Linked DNA regions of Sus scrofa: region 2 is linked to region 1. A link is a contact called in public promoter capture Hi-C data. All regions are on one chromosome and are shown on one strand. The core of a region is the stretch at or near the end of the contact, and the rest is flanking DNA. Distances in the headings are between cores, read along the strand shown. Region 1 holds the start of ACTN4 (alpha-actinin-4). Region 2 holds the start of PAF1 (RNA polymerase II-associated factor 1 homolog).

What was found. Promoter capture Hi-C pulls out the DNA fragments that hold promoters and counts their contacts.
Region 2: a promoter capture Hi-C map of liver shows a contact between it and region 1, with 3 times the contacts expected there. The contact joins the promoter of PAF1 here to the promoter of ACTN4 in region 1. A contact is called at or near these places in 1 of 5 promoter capture datasets (liver), 1 of 47 Hi-C or Micro-C datasets (embryonic fibroblasts) and 2 of 2 datasets of contacts at active chromatin or transcription factors (alveolar macrophages and skeletal muscle).

Annotation. Positions count from the first base shown.
Region 1 is chr6:47,491,552-47,496,518 of Sscrofa11.1, forward strand. It overlaps ACTN4 (alpha-actinin-4), which reads left to right and starts at 2,283. Exons shown (of 21, transcript XM_003355883.4): 1 at 2,283-2,618. The coding sequence starts at 2,457.
Region 2 is chr6:48,051,316-48,056,282 of Sscrofa11.1, forward strand. It overlaps PAF1 (RNA polymerase II-associated factor 1 homolog), which reads right to left and starts at 2,316. Exons shown (of 16, transcript XM_003359387.4): 1 at 2,217-2,316; 2 at 504-1,799; 3 at 235-420. The coding sequence starts at 281. MED29 (mediator of RNA polymerase II transcription subunit 29) reads left to right here and starts at 670. Exons shown (of 4, transcript XM_005657496.3): 1 at 670-1,065; 2 at 1,903-1,961; 3 at 2,237-2,321. The coding sequence starts at 847.

The DNA of each region.
Region 1 (4,967 bases), core at 1,033-3,532:
CGGATTCCGTGTTGCTGTGGCCGTGGTGTAGGCTGACAGCTGCAGCTCAGATTCAGCCTCTTATCCTGGGAACCACCGTATGCCACGGGTACAGGTCTAAAAAAGACAAAAAAAGAGAAAAACACACAAAGACTTCAAATTCCTCACCATGATTTTAAGTCCGTTCATTCATCTGGGATTTCTTAAGCTTCTATCTTCTGCCAGACACTGCTTCAGAGACTAGTGATACAGCAGTGACCAAAACAAAGATTCCCGTACATCTTGGGCCAACATCCTTGGGAAGGAGACAGATGAGCAGGATAAGTAAACCAGTCATGCACTGTATTGAATGTGCTATAGACAAAAATGAAGCGGGAAGGTGTGGGGTGCTATTTATAAAACGGTGGTCAGGTGAGGTCTCACTAAGGGGGTGATACTTCCACCGATGTGCAGGAGAGGAGGCTATGATCCTGAGGGTCTAGTGTCGGGGCGAAGCGCAGTGGTAACAAGGCCTCGAGGCTGGACCCTTCCAGGTGTGTTGGAGGAACAGCCGGGAGGCCAGCAGTGTGGCAGGAGCTGGGAGAGCGAGGGGGGAGAATGGGAGAAGAGTTGGGAGAGGAGCTGGGGACCAGGCTGGGCAGGACATGGACGAACTGGTGAATTTGGCCGAAGCCCCAGGAGTCCCCATTGCTTCCAAAGCTGGGCGGGGCTGAGTCAAAGCAAGGAATCCTGCAGCCTTTCCTCCTGTCTTTGACTTCGTGGCGCCAAGGGATGGTTCTGAGCAGGGGAGGGAGGAGCTTGATTTGACTCAGGCTCCTTCTGGTTTCTTTGGAGAAAGAGAGGTGGGGAAGGGGGCATGTGGAGGACTTGAGAAATGTTGAGGAGGCTGGGACACTGGTCCAGGTGAAGACAAGGTGAGGGTGGACAGAACCAGGGTGTGGCCATGTGGGATGGGAGAAGTGGGTGAATTTTGTATATACTTGGAAGATGGATCTGACAGAATTTCCTGAACGACTGGATGTAGGGTGTGAAAACAAAGAGGAGCCAAGGATGACTGCAAGCTTTGTTGCCTGCACAGCTGAAAGGCCGGAGGCACCATTGACCAAGATGGGGATGGCTATGGGGTGACGAGGTTTGGGAGGAAGATCAGGAGCCCAACTCTGGGTACTTACACTTGAGACACCTATTATGTGTGAGTGTCATTTGTATTTATTTACTGTCGTGTCCCCCATACACTTGAGAACTTGGCGCACTTACCATGCTCAGCACCTTATCACCAGCATCCAAGAAGAGTTCCTGGAATACAACAGAGGCTCAATAAATGCTTTTTGAATGAGTGAAGTAAACACGTCCAAAAAATCCTCCACTTTCCCAGTCAGCCAGTATCCATTCGGAGCTACCATGTCCATTTTGTGAATTCTTCAAGAGTTTGTTTAATTGTCCTCCTTGTTCATAAAGCCAACTCTGCCAGTTTCCGTTGTGGCTCAGCAGGGCGTAAATCCAAATCCGACTGGTATCCATGAGGATGCAGGTTCCATCCCTGGTTTCTCTCAGAGGGTTAAGGATCGTGGGTTGCTATGGCTGTTGCATAAGCTGGCAGGTGTAGCTCTGATTTGATTCCTAGCTCAGGAACTTATATATGCCACAGGTGTTGCCCTGAAAAGCAAAGGCAAAAAATAAAAAAATAAATGAAGTCAATCCTGACTACTTCATTTCCATTCTAGTTCTGTTTGATTTTTCTTCATAGCACATATCCCCTTGGAATATATACATACGCTATGTACTTTTTTTCCCCCCGCATCTGTGGCATGTGGAAATTCCTGGGCAAGGGATGGAAAATGAGCCACAGCTGGGGCCGATGCCACAGCTGGGGCAACGCTGGATTCTTAACACGCTGCACCACAGCAGCAACTCCAATACACTGTTTCCTAAAATTGTGTTTTTTTCCTTTCACTAGACGGTTGTTTCATGAGGGCAGACAGTTTTGTCTATCTTATTTAGTGTTGATGCGTAAAACATGGTCTGGCACATAGTAGGCGCTTAATATTTGTTGAATTTCTGGCGCCGAAAGGGAATACACTCCACGCCAGAGCCCAATGGCCAGACCCGCCGGCCGAATCCTTCGCTCTCTGGGCCCGCCCACACGTAGAGGCCGCGCGCGCGCGCGCGCGCGCGAGGAGGCGAAGCTCGTCCACGAGCCGAAGGGCGGCGGGGAAGTGGACTCTGCGCAGGCTCAGAGCTTCCCGAGGCGGGGTCTTAGGGCCTTTCTCGTTAGGAAGCGCGCGCGCGCGCGCGCGGGAGGGCGGCGGCGGCGGCGGCGGCGGAGGCGCGGTGCGCAAGCGCAGCGGGCAGTGCGCAGGCGCTAGCGCAGGGCGGGCTGAAGCAGCTGAAGCAGCGGCGGCGGCGGCGGCGGCGGAGGCTCGGGCAGAGGGGCGGGAGCAGAGGCGGGAGCGGACGGGCTCGGGAGAGGCGGCGGAATGGTGGACTACCACGCGGCGAACCAGTCGTACCAGTACGGCCCCAGCAGCGGGAGCAATGGCGCCGGCGGCGGCGGTAGCATGGGCGACTACATGGCCCAGGAGGACGACTGGGACCGGGACCTGCTGCTGGACCCGGCCTGGGAGAAGCAGCAACGCAAGGTGCGCGGCCCGCGGGCCGGACGGGCTGGAGGGGGGCTTCCGAGGGAGGCTGGGCGCCGGGAAGGGGTTGGGAGTCCTGAGATGGGAGTGGAGGGTCTGTGATGAGAACCGGGCGTCGTGAGAAGGAATCGGTGGATCTGAGAAGGTGTTTGGGGTCCTGAAAAGGAGTTGCAGAACTTGAGCAAGGAATTGGGAGTCTGAAAAAATCATTGGCGGCCGAGGAGAGAATATGGAAATCTAAAACATGGAATCAGGGAGTCTGTGAAGGAATTAGGCGGGTCGAGGTGGGGAATTGGAGGAAACCAGCGAGATGATTGGAGACTCTAAAATGGAATTGGGTCTGAGGCGGGATCGAAGGCTCGGGTTGGATTGGGGTTGCTGAGAGAGGAACGGGGGGTCTGGAATTTGGGGGTCGGGGCAGTCTGAGGAGGAGCTCGAGTGTGCAGGGGGTTGTTTGGCTCGCAGAGTCCTCTGAAGAGGATAGGATTGTGGGAGCCCCAGGCTGGGGAACTTCTAAAGGGGGTGAGGATTCTGGAAGTCTGAAGATGGGGTTGGGGGGTACTCAGGAGGGGATTGTGGAGTGGGAAGGGTGGTGGAAGGACAGGGGAGATAAAAGCAGAGGGGCTAAGGAAAGAAGTGACTGTGAAAAGACCCGGGGCTTAGGATGTGGGGATGGGGAGGGTGGCGAATGAGGTCTGGAACGGGGGTCCGAAGGGACCTGTGAATGAGAAGTCTTGCAGGGGGTGAGATTTACTGGGGGTGCCCCGTTTTAAGGGGAAGAGGAGAAGACTGGACAAGAGAAGGCATGAAAGGAATTGATGAGGCTAAAGGCCTCATCGATGAGAGGCCCAAGGGAGATAGGGAGAGTATTTGGAGCGTTTTGAGGAGGGGAGCCGAAGAATTGCTGGAACGTCCACAAAGGCTCCGCCAAGGGTTGGCGGCGCCTGAGGCCAAGCAAGGTAGCCTGGAAAAGGTGAGGATGGAGGGAGGGAAGGGGCAGAATGGCGGAGAGTGGGAGGGAGGTTGGCGGGGTAATGAAAGTCTCATTAGGAAGGGAGTGTGTGATGGATAGACTGAGAGAGGAATTTGGGGGTGGGGGCGTCTGGAGATGCCGTCCCGGGACCGGAGAGTGTGTGTGTGTCCTGAAGGGAGAATGCGTTGTCTGGGGAGGAAGAGGTGAGAGTAGCTGCAAGAATTGTCCCGTGGGGGTGGGGGGGTGGGGCAAAGAGGTCTTTCTAAAGCAGGGCCTGTTTTCAGGTGGCATGTTGGGGTGTGGAAGCAATTTAGGGGAGACCCACAGTGAGGAAAGGGAGATCAAAAGGAGTGGGAGGCCCAGAGAAGGTAGCTTGTGTGTGTGTGTGTGTGGGTAAAATCTCAGGTGGTTGAGAGCGGGGAGCCTGATAGAAGAGAGGGTTTGAGTGTGTGCAGGAAGAGCTAAAGAAAGGAGGGTGTTGAGTAGGTGGGTGTGTTGGGAGGGGGTGTTTAAAGTGTTGTGTGTGCAGAGGGTGGGAGGTACTTGCAGTTAGGTTCTGGAGATCGGAATTTTCCTTCCAGATTTGTTACCAACTCTGTGGCCTTGGGCAAGACCCTTGGTCTCAGTGCAGTTCTGTCACCTGCGAAATGAGGCGGGGTCGAAGGGGTCCCTTCTGTGACTCTAGGAAGAGAGATGTGTATGGTGTGGGACTTGAGGGTGGCTTTGGTGGAGCTTTCTCAGGAACGTGGGGGCGGACTCAAAGCAAGGGGTGCGAGTGGTGAGTGTGGCTGGAAGCCTCTTGAGGGTATGAGTTGGTGCTTTGGGGGCTCCCAGCGGGCAGCCCAGGCTGGAGGGGAAAGGGTGAAAAGAGCAGCTGTTCCAGGCAGCCCGGGGTGGGGCCTGGCATAACCTTGGGTAAATTACCAACCTCTGCTTGAATTTCCTCCTCTGTAGTTGGGGGGTGGTGGGTTGGCTGTGGCGTCCTTATCTGTTGCCCCACCTACCTCTGGGTGGGCAGATGGAGATAATCTGACATAAAAATGCTTTTTGAGGGGAGAGCCCTAGTCTGCAGACTCAGCAGTGTGTTGCCGGAGGCAGTGCTGGGTTGGAAAAGGTTAAGAGTTGCCAGGAGACTTGGAAAGTTGGGAGGGGAGCCTGCGGCTACCGGGTTGTTTGTGAGGTCTGGGCTCTGCCTTCTCCAGCTGCACGTGCTTGGGGAGAAGGAGCCTTGGAACCTTTTACTCAGGTGATGGGAGTGGGCACCTGCCTTTCCCCTCCCTTCCCGTCTCTACCACTCCCAAAGGTGCTCCCTTTGCTAGCTCACTTCCACTCCTTTGGGAGTTGTTAGGGTGTGTGCTTCTTCGTACCCATAGTCT
Region 2 (4,967 bases), core at 1,066-3,565, 560 kb after region 1:
CCCATCTGGATATAATCGTCTCCAGAGCTTAATTCCAGAACTCCGTGGCCGGGAGGAGGGGGACAACACCCCGCCCGGGACCCGCCCCCGTGAGCAGGTGAGCACTCCGTGACGTCACGGACAGACCTAGGGGGCTGGTGATACTGCGACTGACATCGCGCCCGACCCTCCCAACTCGCTGATGCCTACACAGATTTAGAAAAAAGCGGTGCAGCCAGGCGGCGCGGTTCCTACCTGTGGCCGTCCTCGCGCTGGGCCTGGGTCTGGATAGTGGGCGCCATGGCGACAAGGCGTCGGCAGTCCTGACGAGAGCCTCACAGAGCCACAGGAAGAGGCGTGCCGACCTCGGCGGACGCCCAATCCGAGACAGGGCTCGGGCTGGCGCCGCTCTCCTCAGGAATAGGGTCGGAGTGAGGTGAGCTGGTGAGAAGAGTTCCAATTAACACCTGAGTTAATACGCGGTACTGAGGTAAACGCGCACACAACGCCCACAACATACTCACAGCTCCGACTCCACCAACTGCCGCCAAGACGCCGAGGACTTCAGAGCGCCTCAGGCCGCAAGGCCTTCTGGGAAATAGAGTCTGATTGGCTCTACACCCGGATTGGCGAACGACCGGGTAAGGGCGGAGCGGGGAAGGAAGAGCCTCTTGTGATTGGCGACTGGGTATCTCGGTCTGGACGTCGGCTTTGAGAATCCAGAGTTGGAGGGTGGCTTCTTTCCTCCCATTGGCTGAATTGTCTAGGAGGCGGAGCTAACAAGCAAACAGGGCCTAGAGACGAAGACGCTAAAGAGAAACCCGGAAGGAGCACTTGGACGCACTTCCGGCGCGCTAAGCAGGGAAGATGGCTGCATCCCAACCTCAGGCTTCTGCAGCTTCTTCTGCTGCTGCTGGTGTGTCGGGTCCGGGTTCGGCTGGCGGCTCGGGTCCTCAGCAGCAGCCGCAACCACAGGCACAGTTGGTGGGGCCTGCCCAGGGCGGGCTTTTGCAGCAACAGCAACAGGACTTCGATCCTGTACAGCGATATAAGATGCTCATCCCGCAGCTAAAAGAGAGTCTGCAGGTGATTGGCCACGAGCTGCGAGAAGCAAGCGAGATGTGGCTCTCTGATTTAATAGGGGTGGATGGCGGGGCTCTTTAGTCAAGGAGAGCGCAAAAGGAGATTTAGGCAAGGAAGATGAGTGAGGCTTGATATTGGAGAGGCCAGAGCGAAGCTTTGTGAACTGACAGTGTGCGGTGGGATCAGGGCAAATCTTGAGCCTAGGATTTATCAGAATTCACGCGGGAGGGAGTTTAAAGAAGAAACCTAGCTCGGGTCGTGAAAGCCTGAAAAACGGACTGGCCTGTACAGAAAGTGACCATGACTGGTGGGTGAGGGATGACTCAAGTTATGTCCAAGAGGTTATTGGCGAGAACCCCAGGTGACCGAGAGTGGGCCTCCGGGAACGTACAGGTGGTTATTGCTATAGAGGAATGGAAGCTGGCATTACTCTGGAGTGGCAGGATAGAAGTGCCAAGTGAAGAGGCCTGAGATTGGGGTATCTTAAAAGGAGATTAGGGGTTCCCGTCGTGGCGCAGTGGATAACGAATCCGACTAGGAACCATGAGGTTGCGGGTTCGGTCCCTGCCCTTGCTCAGTGGGTTAACGATCCGGCGTTGCCGTGAACTGTGGTGTAGGTTGCAGACGCAGCTCGGATCCCGCGTTGCTGTGGCTCTGGCGTAGGCCGGTGGCTACAGCTCCGATTCGACCCCTAGCCTGGGAACCTCCATATGCCATGGGAGCGGCCCAAAAAATAGCTTAAAAAAAAAAAAAAAAAAAAAGAAGAAGAAGAGATTAGATCGACCAAAGGTGTTCTCTTTTGTGTCTGCATTTTCTTCACCTTTTTTTCCCTTTAATTAGACCCTGATGAAGGTTGCAGCCCAGAACTTGATTCAGAACACTAACATTGACAATGGACAGTGAGTAATCCCTTTTCCCCAGGGTGTCCTATCTCCATCCTAGTTTTAGAAATTCACCCCCTCTGCACCCCACCCATCCCCTTTTTCTCTTACTTTCAAGCCCAGCTCCCTAGAGCCTAACTGCCCTTCTTTGCCCCTTCTACTATTAACTGTCCCCCTAGGCCTTGCACTGGTCTCCTGGGCCTATACCTGGTTTCCTGATGCTACCTGGTTGGGTAGTCATTTAGTCCCGGAGATTGAAATCCCATTCCTCACCTTCTTCTCTTGGACTGTAGAAAGAGCAGCGATGGACCCATACAGCGCTTTGACAAGTGTCTGGAGGAGTTCTACGCACTCTGTGACCAGCTGGAGCTCTGCCTGGTAAGGGACCGCCTAGGCACCGGGTGACCACAACCCTGCCTCAGTTCCTGGGCTTGTGGAGCCTTCATTCAATCAATCGACACATGCTTACTGAGCATCTCCTGGTGGCCAAGAACTGTGCTGATGCTGGGGACATAATGTTGCCTGATCCTTGCCCTCACAGAGCTTCCACTTCAGTGGGTGACAAATATATCTTCAAACAGTGACAGCTCAGAGTAGTCAGGGCTCTGATGGGAGAAGTTCAAGCCGTGGAGGGCTATGAGCAGGGGAGGAGGGGACAAGGCAGAAGGGTCAGGACTAGGATGGGGGAGGCACAGGCAGAGGGGTCAGGATTAAAATAAGGGAAGCTCTGGGGGGCTATGGAAGCCCAGAAAAGGCACCCTGCCTTGAGTGGGTCTGTGGAGGAAGTGGTTCAGGGTAGATCACTAGTGGAGAGTGCATCTGAGCTGAGGTTGGGACAAAAAATGGAAGACAGGAGTTCCCGTTGTGGCGCAGTGGTTAACGAATCCGACTAGGAACCATGAGGTTGCGGGTTCGGTCCCTGCCCTTGCTCAGTGGGTTAACGATCCGGCGTTGCCGTGAGCTGTGGTGTAGGTTGCAGACGCGGCTCGGATCCCGCGTTGCTGTGGCTCTGGCGTAGGCCAGTGGCTACAGCTCTGATTCGACCCCTAGCCTGGGAACCTCCATATGCCGCGGGAGCGGCCCAAGAAATAGCAACAACAACAACAACAATAACAACAAAAAGACAAAAAAAAAAAAAAAAAAAATGGAAGACAGGTGAGAGTTGAAAGGAGGGCAGATGGCTAAGAACACAGCCTCCAAAATCAGATGGCCATCAGTCGCTACTTCTAAGCCTTCATTCCACCTTTGGAAAGTGGATTTTTGGGAAGGACTCAGGCAAGATCTTGCATGTAAAGCATTTAACGTGATACTGGGCCCATAGCAAATGTTTCCTCTAGTATCATCATTGTCATTATTTTGAACTGGGTTTTGAAGGAAAAGGCAATTTGAGAAGAAGCCTCGTGGTGGTAGAAAGGTGTTCTGGCAGTTCCTTTTGTGGCTCACTGGGTTAAGGACCTGAGGTTCTCTGTGATGATGCAGGTTTGATCCCTGGCCTCACTCGTGGGTTAAAGATCCAGCATTGCCACAAGCTGCGATGTAGGTCACAGATGCGGCTCAGATCTGGCATTGCTGTGGCTGTGGTGTAGGCTTGCAGCTGCACCTCCAGTTTGACCCCCAGCCTGGGACCTTCCATATGCTGCAGGTGCAGCCAAAAAAAGAAAAAGGAGAAAGACAAAAAAAAAAAAAAAAAAAAAAAATCTGGTGTTCCCATCGTGGCGCAGTGGTTGGTGAATCCGACTAAGAACCATGAGGTTGCAGATTCGATCCCTGCCCTTGCTTAGTGGGTTGAGGATCCAGCGTTGCCGTGAGCTGTGGTGTAGGTCGCAGACACGGCTCGGATCCTGCGTTGCTATGGCTCTGGCATAGGCTGGTGGCTACAGCTCCTATACGACCCCTAGCCTGGGAAGCTCCATATGCCGCGGAAGCGGCCCAAGAGATGCCAGAAAGACAAAAAAGAAAAAGGAGAAGTGTGTTCCAACTAAGAGGAACAGCTTCTGCTCTAAGTTCTCTTTAGAAACGTCACAAACGTCATGAAATCTGGTCTGGCTGTGGTGGGGTAGGCCTTGGGACTTACTGGAGTTTGAAGAGAGCCCAGAGGGTGCTGGGGCGCCATGGAGGGTTTCAAGCAGGGAAGAATATGGACTCGTTTGCTTTTTTAGAACTATACCTCTGGCTGCCAAATGAGGGATGGGTTCAGGTGGAGGCTGGGAGCTCACAGCAGGCATCAAGAGGGCAAGGTTCCACCAGGGAAGGGTCCTGAAGAAGTGGGAAAGGCAGATGGGAAGGCCTTGTGCACAGGGCCATGACCCTGAGAGACTGGGCAGAGTCTCCAGGATGAGGCCCAGGGCTCTCGTTGGAATGGTGGGGCCATCCCTGAAACAAAGACCCAGGAAAGTGAATGGTTCACTAAGTAGAGTGTGAGCATCCTGGAATTTTAGGGGAGGCTGGCACACAGATGTGGTGTCATGGGTGCAGAGGTGGGAACTGAGTGGTGGGAGTAAGGGAGAGAGCCCCTAGAGGGCATGAGAATGAGAGGAGACAGGGTCTGGGAATTGCCATGTTTAAGGCCTAAGTACACTAAGAAGTACCTAGAAGGACCAGCCAGAGAAGTAGGAGGAAAACCAGGAGAAGCAGGTGCCACCAGAGAAGCCAGTGCCAATGCCAGGCCTAGGGTTAGGACAGTCACAATAATGGTACTGACATCAGCTAGTGCTTGAGAAACTTGCCAAGGAGTTCCCTCTGTGCTGCAGCGGGATCAGCTATGTCTTGGGAGCAGCGGGACACAGGTTCGATCCCCCCCGCCCAGCACAGTGGATTAAGGATCCGGCATTGCCATAGCTGCAGCTTGGGTTGCAGCCTCGGCTTGGATCTGATTCCTGGCCCAGGAACTCCAAATGCTGCGGGGTGGCCAAAAATGAAAAAAGAAAAACAAATAAACTTGCCAAGATCTCTGACTGTTTCTCAAATACACTGCTCTCACCATTCTCAGGTTATGAGGTAGCAGAAGTAGTTATTAAACCCATT